Regions from separate parts of the Arachis hypogaea genome. Here region 2 is linked to region 1. A link is a contact called in public Hi-C data. All regions are on one chromosome and are shown on one strand. The core of a region is the stretch at or near the end of the contact, and the rest is flanking DNA. Distances in the headings are between cores, read along the strand shown.

Region 1 (7,888 bases), core at 1,512-4,011:
TAAAAGCTTCCATTTTCTAATTCCACTAAAAGAAAAATGAAAAGAACCCATTACTAAACTCATTAAGCATATCAAATAAAAAATTCCAACAGTAGATTTCTTTTCTTTTCTTAATATTTTTTCTCCTTTTGAAAGCAGGCAACAGTGCTATTTTTTTATCAAATGTCGAAGAAGATACCTTGGATCCAAGAGAAACTCCTTGGGAATATAGTTAATGCCAACTCGCAGGTCTGCAGCAGCTCCAAGATCAATGATTTTGAATGTTCGCGACCCTGATCCCAGGATTAGAAAGGAAACAAGATCTTAATAGGGGTTTTTTCTTCTTGAAAGAAGGAGCTCAGCACAATAAAGTGGAGTTTATTACAAGGTAAACAATAACACAAAATAAAGACTCAATAAAAGACATACTAAACAAAAGAAACCCTGATCTTAACTTTGATTATGAAAACTTTTCATCAGGGAGGGAAAAAAATAAGATATGCAAGGTTCAGATTCTTACCTTCAGAGAAAATAATGTTCTGTGGCTTAATATCCCTATGCACAATGCCAGTTGAGTGAAGACCGTCTAATGCAAACAACAGTTGCCTCATGATTGTTTGAATAATTCTGTTTTCTCTTTCGACTCCCTTCGGCAAGTCCTGAACCTCACCCAGAATTAATGTTTCAACCTGTAATTTGCGGCACTAATCACTATGGCTGATACCGGAGACATAAGCATTCATGACTTACCAATAAAGCATAAAATTGAAGAGTTTAATATGAACAAAACGCTTCAGAAACATAGTGAAATAATGAGTAAAGGCTACGGAATATTATTGTAATAATTTCCTACTACTTTATCAGAAAATTGTAAGGTTAATACTTAATACTATTAAAATTGATGATTTGCATCACGACGAGTAACGAGACTACTAACATTGTATGGAAATTCTCTACTCTGCAGCAAGTCAGCTAGGGTAGCATCCCCTTCAAACCGCCATATAAGCCAGTATTCGGGAGCCTTCTTTGAAGAGCTCTGCAAATGGTTTGTGATTATGAGGACAACTGCTATAACTAAAACTAAACTGTGAACTTATGTAACTGAAAAATGTCTTTAATTTCTCCATACAACTATGATAGTGAAGTTCATGAAGAAGTAGTAGTTTTAATTGAGCAACACCTCAAGAAACCCGTATAGAAAATCTGCGCAGCTGCTTGCACAAGCTCTCCGTACGCGCTCATTCATCCAAATTTCTACGGCACCATATTCAGTAGCTTTCTTCAAGACTAAGTCACCTTCCTTCCATTGAGAACCAAAATAGAAGCATAAGTCATACCAATACTATTCAAGCAATCTAACATTTCTAAATCTCACAGGTGCTGAGGCACATATGCCACTCATTTTTGTTTCTTGAAAGCATGATATTCATGAGCAATTAAACTTAAAATGACACCGTTTTCAAAAAAAAAAAAAAATTCATAAACAAATGACATGAAAATTCAATGATCTAGTAAAGTGCACCATGAAAAATGCAAGCAAGAACCAACTAAGGCAAAAAAAACATAAGTGAGAAACTCCATTATTCTAGTAGCTTCCAAATAGGCAGCCCACAAGCATCCTGCATTAACATAGGATCTGCAAAGGACCATAGTAGCTTCCAAATAGAATAGTAATTAATTAATACCTTTGAAGAGGGCTTGGACGGTGTTGCTCTATAAACTACTCCAAAGGATCCCTCCCCTAACTTCTTGCCCACAACAAAGTCATCCTGCCAAAAACAATAAACCAACGTCAGCAATAACAGTTACAATCAAGAGCAGAAGCAATATTAACAATTAACCTATATGAACCAAGCATTGTTGAGTCATGACGCGATGAATCAAACAAGTAGTGGGTCATATTTAACATTTAAACCATTAACATCTAAATATTTTATAGTAGCATTATCCATGGTGCACTCTAGCTAAATGGACATATACTAAAATCAAAAGTAATGTAAATTCTTAACAGTGAAGTACTAATTAATCAACCATAATTTTTACTTCTATATAAGTAACGAAATAAGAGATATTATAGAATGAAAATAAGAATTGGCTAAAGTAACATAAAGAAAAAGAAATGAAGTTGAACTGAGTGACCTTTCTATAAGTGGGTCTGAACAATCTCTCAACAAAAGCAAGAACAAACATGTCAAAGAAACCAGGTGCAACCCCAGGTGTGGCCCAAAGGTAAGAGAGAGCACTCAAAGCAAGAACCGCACCAGGAACTGTAAGAGTCAACCCATTTGACTTTGGTAGTGTGCTCCTATAAATTAGGTCCCCACACTCCATCACAGTGCAAGGGAGACCAACCCCAACACCCACAAAGAGGTTGTGAATGGAATCAAGAACCCATTCACTTGCACCACCACCACCACCTAATGCAAACACTTGAAAAGGAGGCTTCTTTCTACTGCTGCATGGTAGAGAAGAAGGTTTGATTCTGAATCCATGGCCCAGAAAGAGGGATTTGTTGTGCTTTCCTTTGTTTGCTTGGAGCTTTGTTAACCCTGCTCCTATTCCACTTGTTGCTACAGTGGCCATGCCAGTTCCTCAGTTTACACTTCCTGGCTTTGTGGTAGAAAAAATGGCGGAGAACTTCACTTCATTGTTTCTTTTCTCCTTCCGTTTTAGACCACAAGTTTCTTTTTCATTTTTTGATTTCCTTTTTGTTTATTTTAAATTGCAAACACTAATATCAAATCAACAACAGTGAGGGAACAATTCATTTTTCTTTTGTTTTAACTTTTCAAGTTTTCATTATATACTTCTTATCGGGCTTGTTTGGGTGAGTTTTTTAAAAAATATCTTTTTTCGAGTTATCTTTTTTTAAAAGATCTTATGGAGAAGTAAAAGTAATTTTATGTTTGGATATCTCATATAAAAAGGTCTTTTTATCAATCAATTATGTTTGGGTATAACAATATAAAAATACTTTTTTTTATTTATTACATGAAAAATATTTTTTTTTTAAGGAAAAAAGATCTTTTAAAAAAAGATGTAAATTACAGCTTCTCAAAAAAGATTTTTTTTTATTTTACTAGTGCTTTTACTTTTACTACTAGAAATTTACCAAACACGTTAAAAAATAAAAAAAGATCTTTTTTTATTGAAAAAAGATCTTTTTTTAACAAAATAATAGCGCCCAAACATGCACTTAGTATTACCAATTCTACAGTGTCTATAAATTTTTGTCTAAATTTTGTTTAATTTATTTTTTTAGTAAGTCTTAATTTTTTAAAAATTATTTATTTTTATATTTTTTAAATTAAATAATAATTTTTTAATTTTTTTAATAAATAGACATAATAATTTTAAATTTTTTTAATAATTTTTATATTTTGTTTAGTATTATTATCACCGTTACTAGATGAACACAAAAAATTAATTTTTAAATAAAAAAATATTTTTATATAAAATATTTAAATATAAAATTATTTTTAATTTTTTAAAAGATTTTTAAAAATATTACTTGAAACAAATTTTTTAAAACTTCACTCAAATAAATATTAAATATAATCACACATTTCTATTTATTTAACATAATTTTTAAATTAATATATGAGTATGAATAATTGTAATTGATTTCGAGATGAATTAAATATATTCTAGGAAACATATAAATCTTTCTCCTATCACTTTAATTTGTATTGATTAAAACCATATATCATTACTAAATAACGAGACGATAAAAAATATAATAGATATTAGAAAATTCAATCAGGTAAAAAAATTTTCTTATATTATAATCTCTGATTTAAATCTTTATTATACGATTATTGTGTGTGTGTGTTATATTTATATTTATTATATCTGCATATTGATAGTTATTATTTCAGTATTTAACTATTTATTGTGGCTGAGGATTTTGGGAAATGGATTAAGGAATAATATCGGTCACGGATAGATACTAAATGGAAAATTCTGTGGTGCTGGTGAAACGTGTCCCGCTTTGGTGCGAACTGCTGTGCCGTTCATGCGTGAGGAGCTATTCAACCGTTGCAGCTTGTACCAGGAGAGTTCAGCAGTGAGTCCCGCAGCTCAGAGAACGTGCATCATAAATTTCAGCTACAGATTGCATCGAGTATGGTAATGACCTTAGTTTAGTAAAGTAATTATAATATAATATTTATTTATTAGAAATGCTACACATCCTTGTAACCATATAATTAAGTTAGCCCAATACCAAAAAAATCAATACCATTAAATGAAACGTGAAATACACGCGCCCAACACACACAAAATCGCTCTTGCCCACCGCTTCTTCTCCCCCACGCTTCTTCTTCTTCTTCTTCTTCTTCTTCTTCTTCTTCTTCTTCTTCTTCTTCTTCTTCTTCTTCTTCACGTTCGTCTTCTTCTTCTTCTTCTTCACGTTCGTTTACGCACGGAGCGTCTTCTTCTTCTTCGCCTTCTTCTTCGCGTTCCTCATTCTCCTCCTTTTTTACATTCCTTCTTCTTCACGTGTTTTCTTCTTATCGTCATTCTTTTGTTCTTGTTGCTGCTGTATTTTTTTTATCTTTTCCTCCTTCTCTCTCTGGTGAAGAAGCAGTAGAAGGTGAGGAAGAAGAGTTTTGAATAGTGCAGAATGAACCGAACACAGTACTCATGGTGAACCGAACACAATACAATTGTATAGTATTGAGTGAACGAAACATAATTCATTATATAAAATCAAATTCAAACAGCTTTCTGCAGAATAAACCGAACACAGTACTCATGGTGAACCGAACACAGTACTCATGGTGAAACAATTGTATAGTACTGAGTGAACGAAACATAATCCATTATATAAAATCAAATTCAAATAACGCTGCCTACAATTTACATATTATCAATTCAATTCAATTCAATTCAGTACACCTCTGTCCATTTAATTCAATTCAAATTAGCAATTACATTCCATTCAATTCGATTCAAAATTGAATAATCCAAACTTTGTCAGTTTAATTCGTTTCAGAAGAGTAATCCAAATCTCTCTCCTGTTTATGAAAAAATTATGAACCCCTAAACACTGAACCCTAAACCTTAAACCCTAACCACTAAAACCAGAACCCTGAACCCTGAACCCATAAACCCTAAATCCCTAAAACCCTAAACCATAAACCCTACACCCTAAAACCTAAACCTTAAACCCTAAACCCTGAACCCGAATCCTGAACTCTGAACTCTGAACCCTGAACGCTAAACCATAAACCCTAAACCTTAAAACTTGTACCCGAACCCTGAACACTGAACTCTGAACCCTGAATGCTAAACTCTAAACCCTGAACCCTAAACCTTGAACCCTACTGTATACCCAAAACTCCTAAAACCCTGAACCCTGGCCCCTAAACCCTCAACCATGAACACGGTGAACCGAAATTAATACACGGAGCGAACCGAAAGTTTGAAACACACTGAACTCCTGTACACTGAACCATGAACCCATAAACCCTAAAACTCTAAACCCTGAAACCCTATCGTCATTCTTTTGTTGTTGATTTGCATTGCCTTTGTCGTTCTCCTCTAGTCGTGTTCATTGGTGAACGAAATTGTGATCATACTTTTCACAACTCCGCACAACTAACCAGCAAGTGCACTGGGTCGTCCAAGTAATACCTTACGTGAGTAAAGGTCGATCCCACGGAGATTGTCGGCTTGAAGCAAGCTATGGTTATCTTGTAAATCTTAGTCAGGAGATTAATGATAAGAATGATTTTGTTTATGAAAAGTAAATAACATGAAATAAATAGTACTTGTGATTCAGTAATGAGGAACAGGTTGAGGTTTCAGAGATGCTCTGTTGTCTGAATCTCTGCTTTTCTACTGTCTTCTTCTCCAAACACGCATGGCTTCCTTCAATGGCAAGCTGTATGATCCTCTCAGATGAAAAATACTAGGTACGGTTTCTGCACGGCTAATCAACTGTCGAATTTCTCGTCTCAGATGAAAAATACCAGGTACAGTGATAAACCATTATTTTAGGGTTTATCTTGTGCTCAATTGAGTGGTTTTTATCAAGTATTTGCACACTTATTCATACTAATTGCATGGTTTTACATTTTCCTTCCTAATCTTGTGCTATGATTGGAAACATGCTTCTTTGGCCTTAATTTTGCTATGTTTAATCCCTTCTTATTACCATTCGATGCCTTGATATGTGTGTTAAGTGATTTCAGGATTTATAAGGCAGGAATGGCTTAGAGGATGAAAAGGAAGCATGCAAAAGTGGAAGGAATACAAGAAGTTGAAGAAATTGCTAAGCTGTCCAGCCTGACCTCTTCGCACTCAAACGGTCATAACATGAGCTACAGAGGTCCAAATGAGGCAGTTTCAGTTGCGTTGGAAAGCTAACATCCAGGGCTTCGCAACGATATATAATTTACCATAGCTGCCTTAAAGATAGGTGACTCCCATGTGTGGATCACGTGCACGCGTGACCTGGAGAAAAATCAATCCACGCATACGCGTGGACGACGCGTACGCGTGACAGTGCTGCGTGCGGGACGTATCAGAAATTGCTGGGGACAATTTCTGGGCTGTTTCTGACCCAGTTTTTGGCCCAGAAAATACACATTAGAGGCTATAAAGTGGGAGAATCCATTCATTCATTAGAACAACATTCATAATTGACAATCTTAGGTTTTAGATGTAGTTTTCTAGAGAGAGAGGCTCTCTACTCTCTCTAGGTTTTAGGATTTATGATTTCTCTTAGTTTTAGGATTATTTCTCCTCAATTCCAGGTTCAATGTTCCTTTAATTTATGTTTCTCTTCTACTTTTATTTATTCTAATACTTTGGTTTCTTTATTTCTCTTGGTAATTACTTATATTGCCAAATTGGCTTATGAACTCTTTATGTTAGATTTGAATTTTTGTTTAATGCAAATTGAGGTATTCCAGATTTATGATTTTAATTTAGCTTTTTACATTCTTAGCTTAAACTGATTAATTGGTGACACTTGAGTTATCAAACTCCATTGTTGATTGATAATTGGAATTTGCTGGTTGATTTGGATCCCTCTAAAGCTAGTCTTTCCATAGAAGTTGACTAGGACTTGAGGAATCAAATTGATTAGTCCACTTGACTTTTCTTTATTTAGTAAGGGTTAACTAAGAGGGAGCAATAAACAATTCTCATCACAATTGATAAGGATAACTAGGATGGGATTTCCAATTTTCATATCTTGCTAAGAGCTTTATTAGTTATTATTTTAATTCTTGCAATTTACTTTTCCTGTTCATTATTCAAAAACCCCAAAAAGATAATCTTCCATAACCAATAATAAATACACCTCCCTGCAATTCCTTGAGAGATGACCCGATGTTTAAATACTTCGGTTATCAATTTCATTAGGGGTTTGTTACTTGTGACAACCAAAACTTTTGCACGAAAGGATTTCTTGTCAGTCTAGAAGCTATACTTGCAACGAGAACTTAATTGTGAAAATTCTAGACCGCGCGAGAGTTCTGTTCGTCATACAGCTATCGCACGGCTAATCATCTGTATGTTCTCACTAGTGTTGGAATAGGATCTCTCTATCCTTTTGCACACTATCACTGCGCCCAACATTCGTGAGTTTGAAGCTCGTCATAGTCATCCCTTCCCAGATCCTACTCGGAATACCACAGACAAGGTTTAGACTTTTCGGATCCCAGGAATGCTGCCAATTGGTTCTAGCCTCTACCACGAAGATTCTAATCCCACGGACTCGGTCCGTGGATTAGAGACCCAAGAGATACGCACTCAAGCTGTCACCCAATGACTACGTTGAGCTCAGATAGAATGGGAGTGGTTGTCAGGCACGCGTTCATAGAATTGAGAATAATGATGAGTGTTACGAATCATCATATTCTCTAGATTGAAGTACAAGTGAGTATCTTAGAATAGA
Region 2 (7,888 bases), core at 1,866-4,365, 500 kb before region 1:
TTGGACGACCCAGTGCACTTGCTGGTTTGTTGTACGAAGTTGTGAAACAGATATAAGATCATGAACGTGCGTATTGAGTTTTTAGCGCCGTTACCAAGGAATGGAATGATCACGATTTTGCACACCAGCTTCCGTGTTCGTTGTTGTGTCTTTCCTTGGTGGCCAATTTGCCTTCGAGTTCCTGGACCCGGAGGCAGAGATCTTGAATGGTTTGTGCCGCTTTGTCCCCTGTTTTCTTGGGGTGTCGCGGTTCCGTGATATGATCGTTCATGTGGTGGATAGTGCTTGCTATCCTGCCTTGGTTTATGACCTCCTGGTGTTCTGGGGTCGGATGGAGCGGTCGAGAATCATCCCGGCTTGAGGAGGTTTCTTCCAGTACGTCCCCCATTCCGGCTTTGGACGGCGCAGTTCCCCACAGACGGCGCCAATGTACAAGATGTCTCTGGTACGGGTTGAAGGATGGATCGGGAACCTGCGGGTCGAGGCGAAGACCGGGTCGTGTGACTGGAGTGATGGGGGGAGGTACCTGCAAAGACACTCCGACGCTCAAGTCAGAATGGATCTGAGAGGTGTAAGGTGTGAGGAATGAATGAATACCTGGAGGGACTTGGGTCCTCTATTTATAGGTGATGACGAGTATCTTATCTTATCTTATTTGGCTAAAATAAGGTAGACGTTTGAATTCGAAAGTTGGTTAGGAGCTCTGGAGGGCCGGTTTCGGGCCTTCTAGGAGAGAGGTGCGGGTCGGACCTGGGAAGCCGGGTTTGGGTGTAGTCCCGGGTCCAGGATCCGTGGCTCGGATCTGTAACAATATATTATATATATTTTTTATAATTCAGATCAACGGTTAAAACAACTGGTGCACTGGTATTCCCGGTGCACTTGAAATGTTTCCAATAGTATTATACCAACCTAACACGAGAAAAGCTTAAATTTGGCCTTTGAAGTTTTACTTGATAATCAGTTTGATTCTCGAGATTTAAATATATTTAGTTGGTCCCTCAATGTTATAACCATGAATCATGTTAGTTATTTTGCCACCAATCTAGCTAATAAAATACTTATGTGTATAAATAATCGATCACAAATAAATGGCTAGGATTAATAGTCATATTAGTCCCCGAAAGATAAGACATTCTTCAAATTTATTCCTGAAATATTTTTTCAATCAAATTAGTCCTTCAAAGATTGTGAATTAATCATATTTGTCTTCCAGTCACTCTATTAACAATTTTCTTTAAAGATTGATAGTGTAAAACGTTAATTGATAACATATATAATACATGATATATCTAATTGGATATTGACCAAATATGTTTATGAAAATTTATTAATTTAGTCATTTTCTCCAATTACAAAAATTCTATTTCCAATATGACCTAGTGACTAAATTGATAAATTTTCGTAAACATATTTAGTCAACGTCTAATTGAACATGGTATGTGTCATGTATGCTATTAGTTAATATTTCACATCATCAATCGTTGACGAAAATTGTGAGTAGAGTAACTGAAGGACAAATATGATTAATTCGTAATCTTTGAAAGACCAATTTAATTGAAAAAATCTTTTAGGAACGAATTTAAAGAATGGCTTATCTTTCAGAGACTAATTTAATTATTAACTCTAAATGGCTAGTTAACACTTAACATTGTACTATGTGACTCAATAACCTTAAACAAATTACAAGAAAATAATTGAACCATAGCCATCACACCAATCCTCTCCACATGTGGAACATACTTCTCTCTAAGGCTTTGTTTGGATGGATGGAACTAAGTGAAAAAGATGAAAGGAAGAGAAAAAAAAGTGGAGTGGAAGTTTATTTTTCCTTTAATTGTTTGGATGAAGAGGAATATATTCAATCCACTGAATATAAAATCAACCACTAGACCAGTCTGGTTAAGGACAAAGCTAGAGCATTTTTTAAAAATGGCCAATATGAAAAATATAACCCTAGAAAAATGAAAAAAATTAAAATTAGGATAGCTAACCTAAAAAGTAAAGGCTTTTATACACTTAAATTTTTAATTTTGGGGGAGAGAGACATCCCCCAAGTATATACTAACCTCTAATTGAGTCCGGTTCAAAATAAAAATGTTTGACAAAAATTTGATCAAAAATTTAAAAAAAAAAAAAAGTCTATAACCAATCAAACTTAATAATTAACCGATTTAAAATAATAAATAAACAATCAATTTTTTTAAATTATACATTTTATATATAAATATATTATTTTATTATACTTAAATTGAATTTCAATTGAACTTTTAAACTTCTACTTATCAAATTTTTATAACCTTACCGATAAGACATTACATGTGAGTATATATCTTAGCATAATGCTACCTCAGTAAAATCCCAAAAAAACTCAAGAATTATACCTCGAATCTTCAGCAAATCAAACTCTAAGTTTTATCTCAAAGAAATGTATTGAGATTTCTCCGTTAGCTTTATTTACTATAACAGAAGCTTAAAATACATCGTACAACAAAATCCAGTCACTGCTACTTTAGCTACACAATTACATCACAAATTCACAATTAATAAAAAAAGACAATTACATCACAAATTCACAATTAATAAAAAAAGAAAAATCTAGTAGCTACACAGATCAAATGAGTATAAAAAAAAGAATGGACTCTAACTTGGTCAAATTTCATCCATAGATGCTTAAACTTTTTGTTTGTTCCCATTACACATTCAGCAGAAGCAGTAGACGGGTATTGACATAAAAGGCAATATAATATTGTATATAATATGCCTTCATGTGATTGGTCAAAAAAATGTGACACAAAGCAACACATATATAACAAGTGGATTCTAGAATCCTTGATGAGACAGTGAAACGGGAAAGGCAAATCCCAGAGCCATTTTTTTTTTTTTTTTTGGTTATTCGAAAGCCGCATGTTTAGTCACATCGTGGCCAACGATTGATGGAGTAAGGCTTTCAATCTCCCATAGGCTGTGTTGGTGTGTATGTTTAGCCGAAAAATATGAAAATCAATCCTTCCTTGGGCAATTTCATTTGGAAAGGGTTATTGTTGAGTGTAGGGTGAGGCTACCAATCCCTTGGCATGTTGACTCTCCATCTCAAGAAGCATCAATGACTTTTGCCTCTGGTATCTGTTTCTCTTGGCGGCTAATGCTGCAAAAGAAACAACATAATAGTCAACAGTTAGAATAGGATTGATTAAAGAAATAAAAGATATCACTAATGCTATTTCTGCGACTCACTTTGACAACAATCCAAACAACTACTCACAAATCCCGTGTGATGTGATTTTGCAGGGGCTTATTTTATTTTATCTTATTTTACTATTTATTTTTTTGTGTCTGTAATCACATTCCACAGGGGTGGTTGATAAGTTGATTGGTTGGAGAGTCATCAAAATAGTAAAACTGAATAGATATACCAAGCTCTGTCAAATCAATCATTTTTAGATGGCTTAACATTTTCATTTGAAGACAATACAATTCGGTAAAAGTGTACTTTAGATGGCTTCTACTTTGAAGATAGTTGACAATGCACAATGTTGAAAATTCAGGTCATGCATGTCAAATATCAAAGCATGAAGTAGTAACAGTTCAGTAAAAGATTGTAGAAAATATGTGCAAGAAACTAAGAGATCAGGGAACAACAAGAATCCCAGCTAAGAAATCTAGCAACAGTTGTAAGTATTTCTGGTGGCTTTGATAGTGGATCTGGAATCACAAACCTATTATGCATTTTTTATCACAAACATTCTTTTCTAAGCACAGAGTTACACTGAAAGTAAGTCATACTCTTGAAGCAGGTGTTATATATATATATATATATAGAGAGAGAGAGAGAGAGAGAGAGAGAGAGAGAGAGAGAGAGACTTTTCTAGCTATTGAACTAACAAATAGGTAACATAATATTCGAATAGAGTCCTCTTCAATCTTCAATAAGAAAATAAATCTAAATTCTAGAAGAATCCTTTGTAACAACAAATAGGATAAAAGTGTTTCTAAATTTTTCTTTCGAGGGACTAATATGTGTAAATTCATAACTTATTCCAATTTTGCCGGCATATTAAAGCTTATTCTTGACCTATATTCTTGAAATGTTTATAGAAATATTATGCATTTTTAATTATTAATACAAAATATCTAAAATTCCTTATATAATTAAAAAAGATATTAAAAATATTTTGAAAAAATAGTTTGTACTTTGATATCTATAAAATATCAAGATATTATCATTTATCTACAAAATAATCTATATCTTAGTGTGGAAAAGATGAAGATGCTTAGATGAATGAGCGGCCAAATACATATGGAAAGAATAATGAATGAGGATATAAGAAGAAAAAGTTGGAATAACACCTATTGTTGCATAAATGGTAGAATCCCGTGTTAGGTGTTTCAGACATGTGCAGAGAAGATTGGTAGAGTATTCAATTAAGAGGGTGACTCAAATAGAAGATAGATAAGTGGCAAAAGATGGAAGAAGACCTAAACGAACCATGTACAAGATGGTCAAAAGAGATTTATATGTAAACAGTTTCACTTGAAAGATGACATATGATAGGACACAATAGCATTATTTAATCCATGTAACAGATATCACCTATGGATAAGACTTTGCTTCTGATGTTTGTTGTGGTTGAGAAGGAATGTCTGTCTTTAATCAAGTTTTTTACCCCTCTATTTGTTATGGGAGTCGTCCTTTTCATAACATATTTGTAGTGATCACTACCCAATCTAATCATTTAACATATGCAAAAGGATTGACGGTAAAAGATTCATTGGTTCTTTTTTGCACTAATGATGGTGTGCAATTACAGTAACCGTTAAAGCATAAGTTTGGAGATCTAAAGGCTGTTAATTAATGGCCCCTATTTCTCACATTTTGAACCCAGCTTTATGTGTGATTTATCATTACTCCACTTTTTTTTTTTTTCGTTACTTCTCTCTTTTCCACCATATTAACGTCCTCTATTTCACTAAATTATCACAAAAGTAGCAAGAAGCAACATGAAAATCCCAATCTGATTTGCATCCAGCTTATCAGGTGACAAAAACAAACTCATGAAGCTTTGATGAGTCCCATATGAGATGATCTTTGTTAGATTTCAAGAGTTGAATATATGAATCAGCAAGTGTATGATCTTGATCAGAGATGAATCACAGAATTGTAAGTTTCTTGGAAAGGAAGTAAAGTATCTCAATTGCATGAATGATTAATCTGATTACAAAGGAGAGACTAGTGATACTCTAACTAACTATGTGAGCTCACTAACCATTCTCTTGCTCAACTAATTCAGTTATGGCTACACTACTCTTATCAATCTTTAAGTGCTCCTTCCAAGAATATTGCACCACCTGTTGGAGAACTAACCACAAGTGTAATACAGCGATTACATTGTCCAGCATTAAATGCCGAAGTCTTGGCAAGAGAACATTCTCGATTCAACCTCCTTTCCACCATATTAACGTCCTCAATTTCATAGGAGGAAAGAAAAAGGGGGAGCAATGACAATAATTTTGAATAATATTTAGGATCAATGTACTAGATAGAAAACAAATACATAAAATTGAAACCAAAATGTGAGGAATAAGTGTCACCACTTAAGAGCCATCAAATCTCAGCCTATGATCCAACTGTCATTCTAATTGTGCAAGTGTGCAACATTAGTGCAAAACAATGAAGCACCAACAAATCTTTTTCTGGGATTTGAGAGCTCATTCCCCCGTTTTATTTTTATTGGTTTCCTTTTCTTTACCGGTTCTCTTTAAGGACTGGACCGTATCCTCTAATCCTGTGTAAATATTCCCTCACTTTTTTATCTGTTAGGTATGTTGGTTGCAGGGTAAGAGTGAGTATAAATTTTACCTGAGTTCTCATGTGTAAAAACACAAAAAAAAAAAAAATGAAAAACGCACGCACACACACAAACAAGAACAAAACAAAACCAAGGAAACAAGCTTGGCAGAGGAACAGATACCATAGTTAGCGTCCCCAAAAACATTAAAGCTAGATGGAAGAATCTCGTTAAAATTAGACTTACATGTTAATTCATGAGGCAGAGCAAAGTCATAATCATTTCTTCTCCTCCTGATGAAGACAAAGACCAGCAGCACCACCACACAGAAAACAAAAAAGCATGACAAGCCTATTGCAATTTTACCCTGAGTAGATAACCTTCCATTCTCCCAAAATATAGGACAGGATGGCAAGGTTGGAACACCGCACAAACCTTTGTTGCTGGAGAGACTGAGCCAAAAACAATCAAACAAAAAAAAAACGTGTGTAAACATTATTTCTAAATGGGTTTAAAGTTCAATTTCCCCCCACCCCTCCCCCAACCTCCAAAATAAATAATTGATTATTTCTGGTAGCTTCATGACTGTGAGCCACTGATTAATCAAAGAGTATTACGATGATCAGGGTATCAAAGAAGTCTCCATGTCTCAATGGATTGCAAAATACAAATTTTATCCGTATTCTTCATAGACGCACAATTCCAAGTACTCCCCCATTTAAAAAAGGCCTGTTCTTTTTCAACTTTTTCTGTAGTTTTTTTTTTTTTTTTTTTTTTTTTGGTGAAGCTAGTCATTTTTTTTCTTCTTATTTTAAAGAGGGTAAATTCAGTTTAAAAAGTGATCTTGCAACTCATCAAATTCACTTCAGGCTAACACCAAAATGGCCATATAGCCAACATTGGGCAATGGCGGTGTCCATTTAGCTAAGTTTAGCATTCAATGCTGATGTCAGAGGATACTCAAGACTAGAAGGGATTATGTGGCTCTTCTTCCAGATTACAAAAACATACAGATATAGTAAAAGATAGAATTGTTTACATATGTTAAATAGCATTATGCAGAACTTGATAGAAAGGCTATCAGATTAAAGTGACATACTCAATAGCTCCACCATGGACACCAATCGAATAAAGTTCCTCCGGCACTCGTCCTTCCAATAAGTTACCATTCAATAGCCTGTCATGATAGAATGGATTATGAAAAAAATAAATGAATAATAAATAAATAGATAACTTAATTGAGCAAAAAAAGAGTCTCCTGGATGAAAAGACAACCATTTAAGACTGTAGTAGAGATTAAGTATTAATTGTCCATCCTCTCCTTAATGGGAATATATACATAGAATGGTCTTAGCTTGTAACACCCAAAATCAGCTTAATTAAGGACTAAGCAAAGTTAAACACAGGATATTGCTTTTCATTCTCACCATACTCATACTAAGATTTAGTTTAAAGCACTGCTGACTAACCCTTTCTTTACAAATATGTGGCAGCTTTTCTTAATATGATAAGGTAGCTCTAACTCTGCTGCAAAGGCAGTAATCAGGCCAAAGTTTATACTGGAAAAGCAATATCCAGGTAGAACTTAGATAAAAGGATATAAAGTATGCCAAAGAAAATTCTTGGAGAAATAATTATACATAACCTTATTTTAGATAGGTCTGTCAGACCTTTTCTTTTTGATACACTTCAATTGTACCACTAAGTCCATCTAGGAGACCCCTTTGGTAACATAACACTTGGTTGTAATTTTCAAAAGAGAGGCCAATCTATGAGTAAATTTTCTCAAAACCTGAGTTGTTTATTGTAGGATTACCATATCAATTTAACCTTTTCTTTTCCCTCCGTGGCTTTCCCGTGACCAACAATCCCAAACCTTACATCTATTATATGAGAATCAAAACTAAAATAGCAAGTCATTTTTCAATTAAGTACAGCAGTCTCTTCCCTTTAAATATCGTTGTTGCTGTACAAACTAACGCAGTATTGTAAAATGTAAACATCAAAGAAAAGAAGTTGCATTGAAGATCTTTAAGATATAAATGAAAAAGAAAGAAAACATAATATTTAGTTTAGCCAAACATACTAAAATTTTTAAA

Evidence for each region. Hi-C and Micro-C count contacts between places; a contact is called where the count stands out from the background.
Region 2: a Hi-C map of an unstated tissue shows a contact between it and region 1, with 5 times the contacts expected there. The contact joins the enhancer-like site here to the promoter of LOC112750530 in region 1. A contact is called at or near these places in 2 of 8 Hi-C or Micro-C datasets (leaf and an unstated tissue).

Annotation. Positions count from the first base shown.
Region 1 is chr15:119,657,565-119,665,452 of arahy.Tifrunner.gnm2.J5K5, reverse strand. It overlaps LOC112750530 (serine/threonine-protein kinase STN7, chloroplastic), which reads right to left and starts at 2,761. Exons shown (of 10, transcript XM_025799297.3): 1 at 2,119-2,761; 2 at 1,665-1,748; 3 at 1,160-1,279; 4 at 917-1,015; 5 at 500-668; 6 at 179-272. The coding sequence starts at 2,562.
Region 2 is chr15:120,160,843-120,168,730 of arahy.Tifrunner.gnm2.J5K5, reverse strand. LOC112750532 (receptor-like protein 4) reads right to left here. Exons shown (of 9, transcript XM_025799299.3): 7 at 6,889-6,966; 8 at 6,036-6,241; 9 at 2,414-3,148. The coding sequence ends at 3,039. Among protein-coding and RNA genes, the nearest start is that of LOC112750532, 9.5 kb to the right of the region's middle. Within about 2 kb of position 3,115, at least 1 of the 3 cell types and tissues checked has open chromatin away from gene starts, as enhancers often do.